4 separate regions of the Mus musculus genome follow, and regions 1, 2 and 4 are each linked to region 3. A link is a contact called in public promoter capture Hi-C and targeted proximity ligation data. All regions are on one chromosome and are shown on one strand. The core of a region is the stretch at or near the end of the contact, and the rest is flanking DNA. Distances in the headings are between cores, read along the strand shown. Region 1 holds the start of Tm7sf2 (transmembrane 7 superfamily member 2). Region 2 holds the start of Lgals12 (lectin, galactose binding, soluble 12). Region 3 holds the start of Plcb3 (phospholipase C, beta 3). Region 4 overlaps Nrxn2 (neurexin II).

What was found. Promoter capture Hi-C pulls out the DNA fragments that hold promoters and counts their contacts.
Region 1: a targeted proximity ligation map of extraembryonic endoderm stem cells shows a contact between it and region 3, with 4 times the contacts expected there. A contact is called at or near these places in 1 of 39 promoter capture datasets (liver), 1 of 484 Hi-C or Micro-C datasets (embryonic stem cells), 4 of 130 datasets of targeted methods (bone marrow-derived macrophages, extraembryonic endoderm stem cells, pancreatic cancer cells and 1 more) and 1 of 9 other capture datasets (embryonic stem cells).
Region 2: a targeted proximity ligation map of pancreatic cancer cells shows a contact between it and region 3. A contact is called at or near these places in 1 of 39 promoter capture datasets (liver) and 1 of 130 datasets of targeted methods (pancreatic cancer cells).
Region 4: a contact with region 3 is called in a promoter capture Hi-C map of embryonic stem cells. A contact is called at or near these places in 8 of 39 promoter capture datasets (the C10 cell line, the HPC-7 cell line, cranial neural crest and 4 more), 19 of 130 datasets of targeted methods (the 230-238 cell line, the NIH/3T3 cell line, bone marrow-derived macrophages and 9 more) and 2 of 9 other capture datasets (embryonic stem cells and liver).

The regions. Positions count from the first base shown.
Region 1 is chr19:6,066,573-6,069,272 of GRCm38.p6, reverse strand. Tm7sf2 (transmembrane 7 superfamily member 2) reads left to right here and starts at 1,423. Exons shown (of 10, transcript NM_028454.2): 1 at 1,423-1,604; 2 at 1,954-2,150; 3 at 2,251-2,305; 4 at 2,580-2,700. The coding sequence starts at 1,553. It overlaps Vps51 (VPS51 GARP complex subunit), which reads left to right. Exons shown (of 10, transcript NM_001081041.1): 8 at 126-247; 9 at 331-418; 10 at 898-1,431. The coding sequence ends at 1,158.
Region 2 is chr19:7,605,938-7,608,637 of GRCm38.p6, reverse strand. Lgals12 (lectin, galactose binding, soluble 12) reads left to right here and starts at 1,445. Exons shown (of 10, transcript NM_001356574.2): 1 at 1,445-1,511; 2 at 1,815-1,976. The coding sequence starts at 1,908.
Region 3 is chr19:6,968,371-6,971,070 of GRCm38.p6, reverse strand. Plcb3 (phospholipase C, beta 3) reads left to right here and starts at 1,257. Exons shown (of 31, transcript NM_001290349.1): 1 at 1,257-1,524. The coding sequence starts at 1,426. It overlaps Gm52400 (a long non-coding RNA gene), which reads right to left and starts at 2,375. Exons shown (of 3, transcript XR_003952919.1): 1 at 2,227-2,375; 2 at 971-1,077.
Region 4 is chr19:6,452,143-6,454,842 of GRCm38.p6, reverse strand. All of the region lies in intron 5 of Nrxn2 (neurexin II), which reads right to left. Among named protein-coding and RNA genes, the nearest start is that of Gm14965, 35 kb to the right of the region's middle.

The DNA of each region.
Region 1 (2,700 bases), core at 174-2,673, 900 kb after region 3:
CTGCCTTGCTCCCACTCCCCTGATTGTGTAGGTGGTGACCATACCTAGGATTCTTCAACCAGCAGAGAGGGGAGGTTTTGTCAGTAACCATGCTCTGACCTTGCAGCGCATCTTTTCTCCCCCAGGTGGGGCTCCTGTATGAAGAGGGTGTCCGGAAGGCCCAGAGCAGTGACTCAAGCAAAAGGACTTTCTCTGTGTACAGCAGCTCCCGGCAGCAGGGCCGCTATGCACCCAGCTACACACCCAGGTCAGGCTGCTAGGAGCCTCCCTGAGAGACAGAAGAGGGAGGCTGGGCAGAGTGGCCTCTCACTCTTTCTTTCCCCCTTCCAGTGCTCCCATGGACACAAACCTCCTGAGCAATATTCAGAAGCTGTTCTCTGAACGGATCGATGTGTTCAGCCCCGTGGAATTCAACAAGGTCTGAAGTACCTTCTCCTCTACATCCCAGGGGAAGGGTGGCTCCCACACTAACCCAGAGAGCCCTAGGACCACATCTGAGCAGAATTAAAGATCACTTTACGTAATCTCTGTCTCTAGGTCCAGAGCAAAACCACCTTGTCCACACTTTACTCTCCAAACTAGTCTTTAGTCATCGGGGGTTCCCACTCATATCTTGATCTCTGCCCCTCCGAAGCCCAAGCTCAGCAATATCTTTCCTCCATTTTACTTTGTAGTCAGTGGTGACTGCTGCCCATCGTATTCATGAGGCCCCATCTCTGATCTGACCACCGGGGTTTACCTGCCCTCGCCTTTATGGTGGCAACATTGCATTGTTCCCTTCTTAGCTGAGCCCTAGAAATTTCTGTCTTTATCTCCCTTGCCTCTGCTCAGAATTTGGATGTATCCTCCTCCCCAAAAGACGGCAATCCTGAGCTGCATCCCTGTGTCCACCTGCAGGTGTCGGTGCTGACTGGCATCATTAAGATCAGCTTGAAGACACTACTGGAGTGTGTGCGCCTACGCACCTTTGGGCGCTTTGGGCTGCAGCAGGTGCAGGTGGACTGCCACTTCCTGCAGCTTTACTTGTGGCGCTTTGTGGCTGATGAGGAGCTAGTGCACCTGCTGCTGGACGAAGTAGTAGCCTCAGCTGCTCTGCGCTGTCCCGACCCAGTGCCCATGGAACCTAGTGTTGTCGAGGTCATCTGCGAGCGCGGCTAGAATCTGCCAACGAGTCGCGTAGTAGCCCTATCGCCCTGTCCTCCCTGTGCCCTGTTCTCATCCTAGAGGCCCTTCCCCGCTGGCGGGTTCATGGATCCTTCTAATAAACTTATGTGTCCTCCTCCTTCCTCTTGCCTGCAGGGGCGGGACCCGCCCGGGTTGGGTTTCAGTGCCGAAGCTTCTGAGGCGCCAGCATGGGGCCCGCCTCCCAGCGCTGATTGGCTACTGTGCTGGGCCCAGGGTGGGCAGAGGGCGCGTCCATTTAAAGATCAATGAACAAGAGCAGCAGCTTTTCCACCTCCGTGTCTGATGCAGAGCCATAACCCGGCATGGGGCGGTTTGTGTTTCCTTGATCGACTTTTGTGAACCATTGTTCCCCGGCAAAGCAGAGATCATGACTTCTCGTGAGGCCTCCCAGGCCCCACTGGAATTCGGGGGGCCGTTGGGTAAATGGGAAGGTTTGGGGTGGAGGCTGACCTGATGCCACTTAACGGGAGCAGGATAGGATACGAGCTCTATAGAAGGCTCGGAGCAGAAGGATCCGGTGCGCGGGTGTCGGGGTGTCTGCAGAAGAGGAGGGAGTGCTGACAGCAGCACAGCGGGGAGTTTGTGTAATGAAAGACAGTTGGGAGAGCAGGATGGTCTTTGGGAATGCCAGAGGGCAGAGGAACAAGATGAAAATTAAGATAGGAGTATGGCGCTGGGAAACTGCTAAGCAGGCAGGTGACTCAAGGCGCCCGAGGACTTGAGAGAGCTCTTGGGAGCAGTCACGCTACACAGTGGCCCTCTTTCCAGGCGTCGCGGCTTTACTGATCCTGCTGCCTGCCACCATGTTCCACCTGCTCCTGGCGGCTCGCTCGGGCCCGGCGCGCCTCCTGGCCCTACCGGCCTATCTGCCTGGGCTGGAGGAGCTGTGGAGCCCATGGGCTCTGCTGCTATTGTTCATCTGGCTCGGCCTGCAGGTGGCGCTCTATTTGCTGCCTGCACGCAAGGTGTGTGATCTGTTTTAACACACCAGGGAGGAGGGTGCAGGGAGGGCTGGAGCCTGGGAAGTCATCCCCAGCTCTTATAAAACCTGCCCTGTACCCGCAGGTGGCCGAAGGCCTGGAACTGAAGGACAAGAGTCGCCTGCGCTACCCTATTAATGGTGACTGGGGTTCCCCCCCCTCCCTGAATCGCAGTTAACATGGGTTGGGGTGGGTTCCAAGGGTGGTGGGAGGTTTATGGACCAGCTCTGATGACATGTTTGTGCCCTTATGGGAACCTCGCCGTGCATCTACCTCTTTTGCTACTACTCAGCTCCAGGCCAATGGCCAATGTTCTCCCAGAACTGCGTGTGTGTGTGTGTGTGTGTGTGTGTGTGTGTGTTGGCTTTGGAAGTATGCAAGCCACCCCAGGGCTCACTCTGTGCTGTGGTTCAGGCTTCCAGGCTCTGGTGCTAACAGCCCTGTTGATGGGGCTGGGGGTGTCAGTGGGGCTGCCCCTGGGGGCACTCCCTGGAATGCTCCTGCCCTTGGCCTTTGCGACCACTCTCACCAGCTT
Region 2 (2,700 bases), core at 196-2,695, 640 kb before region 3:
TGAGAGAAATTACTATTCATACTGAGAAAAATGAAACTGGACTACCTAATACCCACATACATAAAAATAATTCCAGCTAAGCTGAATGGTGGTGGGCCAGCTGCCAACTTTGTCCATTCGTCCTGACTAGTTTTTCTCCTAATGTTCACACCCTCTAATTATTCCATCAAGTGTCCAGATGTTGTCAACTGACTCCCAGGTGAAGAAGGTCCCTTTCTTGGTCTGCGGAATGGATTCTTAAGGTATTCTGCAATCGTCCAAGACCCTCCCAGCAGAGACAACTGTATGAGAACAAGGCTGGCTGCCAACCCACAACAGAGGTCCCAGACAACACTTTGATCTTGAACTTCTAGAACAGAGACAAAATAGAGTTCTGTTGTTTACACCCCACCCAATCTGTTGTATTTTGTTATGACAACCCAAGTAAATGAGTGCACCCTCCTCCCTCATTTCCCAGCAGGGCTGATGTGGGGTGGGGGAAGGGCACCACTAGCCTTGGGGACCCAGATCTGACTACAGTGCAGGGCACTATAGCCTGGCTCAACTGGTCTCTCCACCTGCCGTTTCTCCTCCCCACTGTGGCGAACATATCTCTTTCTGAACACACCCAGGATTGGATTTCCCACAGAAACACCTTCAGCTCTCCTGCCACACCTACCCAGCCACAGCTGAACAAACTCCTTGCTTGGCACCCAAAGTGCTTTCAGTTAGAACCCAAGTCAGGGTTTCTCATTAATGCTCAGTAGAATTGCCTGCAAGGCCATTTCCTGGACTTCACTCCCAAAGAGCTTTCTCCAGTAGGTCCCGGGGTGGAGACGCCACAGTTCACCTTTCTGGCAAACTTCTAGGTGGGGAGATCAGGTGAGGTAGACCTGCCCAATCCCTCCGCCAGGCCCCTCACATGGCGCTCTTATCCCTGGAACGACTGTACCAACACCCTGTGTAGCTGACATACCAGGAATTCCCTGCTGCCAAGTCTGACCCCATAGTTAGATCAGGAAACCTCCCAACGTAGGCTAAAGTTGAGGAGTTATGCTATTTTGAAAGAGGAACTTTAACTGGAATCTGAGCCAGGCCTAGAGGCCTCTCCTAAAACAGCAATATGGGTCCAGGCTCAAACACAAAGCCCAGCCATGGTCACCCTTGTGACACCGGGATGAACAAAGGGAGGCTCAAGGAGAAGTGACTTGTGGAAGGACACAGCATGTAAGAGCAGAGGCTGTGTTCCCTCTAGCCAGTGCTGCTTTGTCTGAGACCAAGGGAGCCCTCCTCTGCCTGGCCTTTGTCACTCCACTTTCTTGTGACCCTAGCTGGTCCCTGGCATTTGCAGCTAATGCTGAAATGGCCTCAAGGGACTGAACAACTTGGGGGAAAGGGGAAGAGAGGGGAAAGCAACCAGGGAATGAATGCGGGAGGAGCCAGGAACCTGGGGGCGGGGCCTCTTAAGGAACCTGCACACGTGTACCACCAGCAGCAGCAGCTTCCCTTCCTACTATCCGCTGAAGGCCCAGGTGAGCCCCAGGAAACAAAAGCCCTCGCTGAAATGAGCCGGCCCTAGGCTTCCCTTTGAAGTGGCCAAGTGCTTCAGACACAGACACAGATGGGCTAGTTAGCAAGTCCATGAGTGAGTGCCAGCTACCCGCCCCTGGACGCGCGGGAGTTTCTGCTAGCAGGTCCAGTCCAGCAAAGCTGCTGCTGTACCATCATAGCGGGGGTTGATGTGGTTCCTAGAGGTGGGCCAGTGCCCCTCCCAGGTCGGCTCCAAGAAGCATTAGAACTCCATAGCGAACAAGTAAGACTAACAGCTTGGATAGCTGTTGCAGAGGCTGGGAAAAGTGAGTCCATTCCGTGGGGAATCGCGTTGCTGGAATCAGGATCAGAGGCTGAGTTGAAGTTGCCCCTCCCCCATGTCAACTGACGAACACCTGGACCCGATTCCTGACAGCTTCATCCTGCAGCCGCCAGTCTTCCACCCGGTGAGTAAGCGTAATAAAACGACCAATCAGCTAAATTCCAGCCTGCAAGTGATTGGTCGGGCTTCCAGGATCCTTGCCTATTCAATACGCCTCTTCTGGGATAGATGGCTAGAAGAATGGAGGTGGATTGCTATGAGGGACACTAATGACTAAGGGCAGCCCCTTCTCCAAGCCTGAGGGAAACCCTCCTAGTCAGGGAGAATGTGGATTCCTCTCTCCCTCCCCCTGTTCAGTGCCCAGGAGACTTTCTGAAGCCCAGCCACGTTTTCAGAAGGCCAAACTCCCAGCAGGCACTACCACTAATGAGCACTAATTATTACTTTCCCCTGCTTGGTTCTCTCCTCCTTAGAGACCTCCATCAGAGCAGTTAATTAACACATTCTGCCAAGAGCCTGGGAACTGGAAGCCACTGGGCTGCCTGCCAAGCTGCCATGCCATGTAGAGATCCTGGCCTCTGGCTCCTCCCCCACCCCCACCCCCGCCCCCCAGGTGCCTGAGCAACAGGGCTGAAGCACCTGAAACCTCCTAGGTCCCCACAGCCTGTTGCTTCGCAAGCTAAGACCGCCACCTGGAGGGCTCCTCGGAGTGGTCTGGGCTCTCTGATTGCCACTGGGAGTTGACAAGCCACCTATAAGGGCTGACCCTGTGACACTGCCCCAGGTTCCCCTTCCAGCTTGTCTGCACACCCTCTGTGGAGCACCCACTGTGCTGAGCCTGCTGAAGA
Region 3 (2,700 bases), core at 8-2,507:
ACCCCCCCCCCTTTTCTCCTACAGACCAGGGAGCAGAGGCAGGAAGCAGAAAGAGGGGTTAAATCCTCTCAGGAAGCTGTGTGACCTTGGGCAAGTCCCTTCCCCTCTCTGGGCCTCAAGTGGAGATAACAATCACACCACTGCACAAGGCCACAGCCAAAGACAACTAGATTCATTAAGTTTGCCGCCATGATGGCGATTTGGAGGACAGCCAGTGCCAGGCAGGGCTCCTCTGGAGGCCTGAGCGCCTGGGGCAAAGGCGCCGGTAGGGAAGCTCCTCCTTAGCCGACCCTCCTCCCCCAGAGCTAGCTCCAACTCTTTCTGGGTTTCTAGGTGACTTGGCTGGCCCCTCTGGATGAGTTCTACTTTAAACCTGCTGCTGCTGCCTCCTCTGTATTGGGGGGGCTCCCACAGGGGCCCCCAGGCAGGAGCCCCCCCAGCCAAGCCCTGCGGGGGGGGCTACAGCCCCCACCCCGGCCGGTGCCCATGGGTCTGCCCCTTCGGTTCCTCAGATCACTGGAACACAGATTTCAGGGCACCTGCTGTGGGCCAGGAGCTGCACAACCCCTCCTTTGGGGACACCCACGAGGCTTCTGCCACCTCTGGGCAAACAACCATCTTTCACTATGTTCAACTAAGAGGTTCACTGAGACTGGCTCCCGTCACAGGGTCAGCAGCACAAGAACTGCGGCAAGGTTTTCTCTGGAAAACCAGGATGCCTGGGTCCTCAAAGGAGGTGGCAGCTCCAGGCCTCCAGAGCTAGGGACGGGGGAGGGGCGCCTGCCGGCGGGAGGCCCATTAGCCAGCTAAGTGCTCCCTGGGAGGGGGGACTGTGCTGCAGCAGGAGGGGGAGAGGCAAAGTGAGGGCACGCGGGTGGAGTGGGATGGAGAGAGATGGGGTGACGACGTTTCCTGAGCTCATTAAGTGCGGTAGGAGTCGGGTTGAGGACAAGGGTCTGTGTCCCCTAACCTTATTATCTTCGCCTTTTCCACCTGAGTCCTCAACCGGCTGACCTTGGCATGTCTTGAGCGGCTCCAACACCCGTCTTTCCAGGTGCACCCTCAATAGCACTTTATCTAAGACAAAAAAAAGAGAGTCCTACTGAGTCAGCCGGCCAACAAAGACCCCCCCCATTCCATCCATCATCCCTTTGGCTGCAGTCGCCGCCCCAACCGCGAGGGGGCGCCGCCGTGGGTCGGGCGGCACCATAGCGGTGGGAGGGGGCGGCACCGCCCGACGGGGCGGGGCTCTGCGGGGGCGGGGCCGGGCGCCGAGTCTCCGGTCCGTCCGGGACAGACTGGCTGGCGGGCGGGCGCTGACGCCGCGGGGCCAGAGCGGGCCGCGCGGGAGCGTGTGGAGAGAGCAGTGGCACCGTCGGTTCCCGTCGGGGCTCCGTAGGTCCCCGAGCCGCCCCTGGCTTAGCCATGGCGGGCGCGAGGCCCGGCGTCCACGCGCTGCAGCTGGAGCCGCCCACCGTGGTGGAGACCCTGCGGCGCGGGAGTAAGTTCATCAAATGGGACGAGGTAAGTGAGTGGGCTGTCCTCTGCTCTGCCTAGATCGAAGGATTCCTTCAGTCACATTCGACTAGATGAATGCCAGGGACCCCCACTTCAGTGTTGCCTGACCACCTCACCCCCTATTCCAGCCTTGTTGCACTCCGGAAACTTGAGTCCCCTGTTGTCCTGGTAATTGAAGACTTTGTCGTTGTCCCCGCTCTTCTCCCCCGCAAGACAGTAGCTGTGGTCAATTGGGCTCTTCTTGGCATGGAGACTTTGAACCCCTGTAAATCCTGTCCTTCTTCTCACTCTTTTCCACCCTTGCCAACGATGAATATCAAAGTCTCCATGCTGGTTCTTAGTTTTTGGTCTGGTCCCCAGACCCCTGTTCCTGGCACAGGACCCCCATGGGGGCATAGGACATCCTTGCCTTGGGTGGGGTGCCACTGGGATCCTACTCTTCTCAGTGCCTCGCTTGCCTGAGCCATTATAGTCATCCCTTTCCAGCCTGCCCTGGTTGATACCCTTTCGTCCTGCTTCTGGATTCCAGCGAGCTTTCTGTTCAGATGGGAGCACCGAGCCACCCCTTACCGGAGACTTTGTTCCTTTCCAGGTTCCTCCAACTCTGGGAACTTTGCTCCCCACTCCTTAACTTAGTGACTTTGAACCTCAATAAATCCTGGTCCCCACTTTTTATTGCTTTCTCTCAGGTACTTCCCTGATACTCACCTGCGGCTTCTTATCTAGATATCACGTCTCACCCACGTTTCTGTACTGTTCCCTCTCCTACCCCCTGGGCTCCTTGCTCCCTAGGGCCTCAACTCAGGCGGCCTGAGTTTCCTTACTGTTCCTTCCCAGTCGGGCCATAGGCCTGGAAGACGCTGGGTTTCTTTCCGGCAGGGTGGGGCAGGAGTGAGAACTAAGGGGAGGGGCTGGGGGCGTGGCCTTAGCTGCAGGTGTGCTGGGCAAGGGTGGGTACCCCCGGGGCCCCAGGATACCCCTTCCCCCAGGCCAGACTAAAGGGAAAAGTTTCTCCTTTTCCTTGCAGTGTGATAAACCCAAATAAGGAAGTGGAAACAAGGAGAGGGCCTGGGTTGGGGTGGGGGTGCTGAACAAAGTTTGGAACTGAAGAGCCAGAGCCCTGGGTGGCCTTTGGAGGTTAGGCCCCTGAAGATGGTGCCACAGGGGCTACAGGGACAGTAC
Region 4 (2,700 bases), core at 18-2,517, 520 kb after region 3:
TCTTCCCCTCCTACATGCTGTCATCCTGGACCCTGCTGCCTTTGCTACCAAAAGTCAACTTCCCCCAGGTCCATTTCCAAAGCAGGAGGCTGCTAAGTGGCTCTCACACTGACAGCTGACAATTAAGCTGCCACAGGGCCAGACAAAGCCACAGGCTTCGCCGTCTCCTCCCTACCAATCCTCTCAACCTCTGCCACCCCGGAACAAAGGCATGTGAGGGAGAAATAAGAGGCTCTGCCAGGCTTCTCCCTGGGATGCCTCTCTAGGACTGCAGCACCAAGTGTCTCCTGAGCTGCCCACCTCTCCTCTCACTTCCTCTTTGGTAACAGCTGTCCTCAGTACCCAGTGACAGGGGTACTCTCAGGCCTTCCCATAAGAGATGAAACCAGTGAGTAAGCTGTCTAGCCCTGCACAGATGAGAAGATTGGAAAGCCATGGAGTGCAGAGGGACAGGACTAAGGCATGTGGGGAGGCACTGCAAGGGACAGGGATATGCACCAGGTGACAGCCACTCTGCCACATTCACCTGGGAGCTCATGCCAGCTCTCCCTCATCTCCCAACTTCCTCCTCTAACCTGAGACAGCCACACTGCCCGGTGAGCGGCAGGGGAGGGCCTGGCTTTCGTGTGTGCATGCTCGTGGGTGTACATGACCTCTGTGTACATGTGTGAGCGTATATGTTTATGCACGTGTACGCATGGACACAGCAACCAGTTCAAGTTCCATTTTTACTGGCAGTCTTTAGTGGGGGAAGCCACAACTCATGGAAGGGCCATAAAGATTGGGGGGGGGGGTCTACAAGTGGATGACAAATAGGAAGACCATGACTAAAAATAGAGAGTTGGGGTCCAGTCTCTCAATTTCACACACCAGAGCACAAGCCCAGGCAGAAAACCAGATTCCAAACCAAAGAGAGCGGTGGCCTGCACCCAGGCAGTGACTTCTGTCCGCTATAAGTAAATACTGATCCTGCAGCCTCCCTAGACGGGTAAGGGGCAAACAGGACTGTGTTTGTCGTGAGGGTCTCCAGGCAGAGACTGAACTCTCTGAGCTTCTCCGGAGATGTTCTCAAGGACCAGGGAAGGAAGGGTAGGCACTGAGAGATGGGCACAGAGGACCACTGTGAGACACCTGTCCTCCCCTAGGAACAGACCCACGGGCCAGCACGGGGATCTCATTGCAGATTCTGCAGACCTCTTCTCCAGCACACAAGCCTGCCTCTCTCCCTCCAGGCAGGCTGCCCACACTGCCCCGCTGCATCCGGATGCCAAGGCACCAGCTGCTGCCCCAGTGCCTGGCATAGCCCTCACTGCAGCTGGCAAGGCCTTCTGTCCTGAGGCCACAGGGCAGCAAGCTGAGGGGGCAGGGCACGGGCCACATTGGGACCATCTGAATCCCTCCCTCTGTGCGGGGGACCCTAAGCGAAGGTGAGGTGACCAGCAGAGACAAGGACATATTTAACGGTGATGTGAGGAGCTCAGTGTAGAAGGGGACAAAGATGGACCCTCAGTGGGACAGGAGAGAAATGGAGACTGGCTGTAAGGGAAGGAGCGGTCACATGGAACCCTATTGATAAAGAACAGGAGGGAACCCTGAGGGGACAGGTAAGGAGGAGGGCCAGCCAGCATAGAAAGGGGACAGGGACCTCTGGGGAACTGAAGCCAAGGCTTTCTGGAGCTTTATTGTTTCCATAGCAACCAGGCCTGCTGCTCAGACACTGACAGAGCCAGGGGGCTCAAGGACCAGAAACAGGAATGCATTTGACCTTGGCTTCACCACCCATACTGTTAAACCCGCCCAGAGGTCAGACCTCCCCTCCCACTCCCTCACCTTCACTGCGGTCAAAGCAAATAACATCGCTGAGACACAGACAGAAGGAGAGGAAAATACGGCAGCCACCTGAAAAAGTGATTGGGACCAAACAAAAGAAGTCAGGGGAAAAAAAAAAAAGGAGAGGCAGGGCTGAGGCTGGACTGTGGCTGCCAAGGCGCAGAACAGAAATGAGGCCGTTCCCGGACTCCTCAGGTGGACCCAGGGGAGGAGGCAAAGCCAGCTATGCCGCAAAGCCTGAGCTGACTGGACCTCAGTCCTCCTGACCTAGAAAGGGAAAGAGATTTCTAAGGTCTGGGGGAGCCTGAACTCATTTAAGAAGAGGGAAGAGGCATGGTAGGCAGGTGGGCAATGGTAGCAAGAAAATTGAAGATGAGGGGAGAGAGAGAAGAGAGAAGAGAGAAGAGAGAAGAGAGAAGAGAGAAGAGAGAAGAGAGAGAGAGAGAAGCAAAGGTGGACCCTCATGGAGACTGTTACTCCAGGGATCAGAATGTGCAGTGTAATGTGATGTGGCCCTGGGAGCTTCTTGGAGCCCTAGCTGGATCTGAGATGCTCAAATCCTGAAGCGCCAGGCAGGGGGCGCTTTCCTCCATCACCCACAGTGGCCAGGCCACAGTCAGGAACTACAACTCCCATCAGCACGTGAGAAACCACAACTCTTAAGAGCTCCTAGTGTAGAAAGGGAGTCACTGCCAATACTTGTTTGCTTCTCCATCAGGGAATCTGTGGCTTCACAAGTGTGCCTAACAAAGCTGAATGTGGCCAAGGACTGAGAGGGTTTCTAGGTGCCGTGAAAGGGAGGCAACAGCTGCCCCCTTTGCAGACCAGCTCCAAGGCCTCCTCTGGGAAGCTCTCCAGCCGCTCTGACCC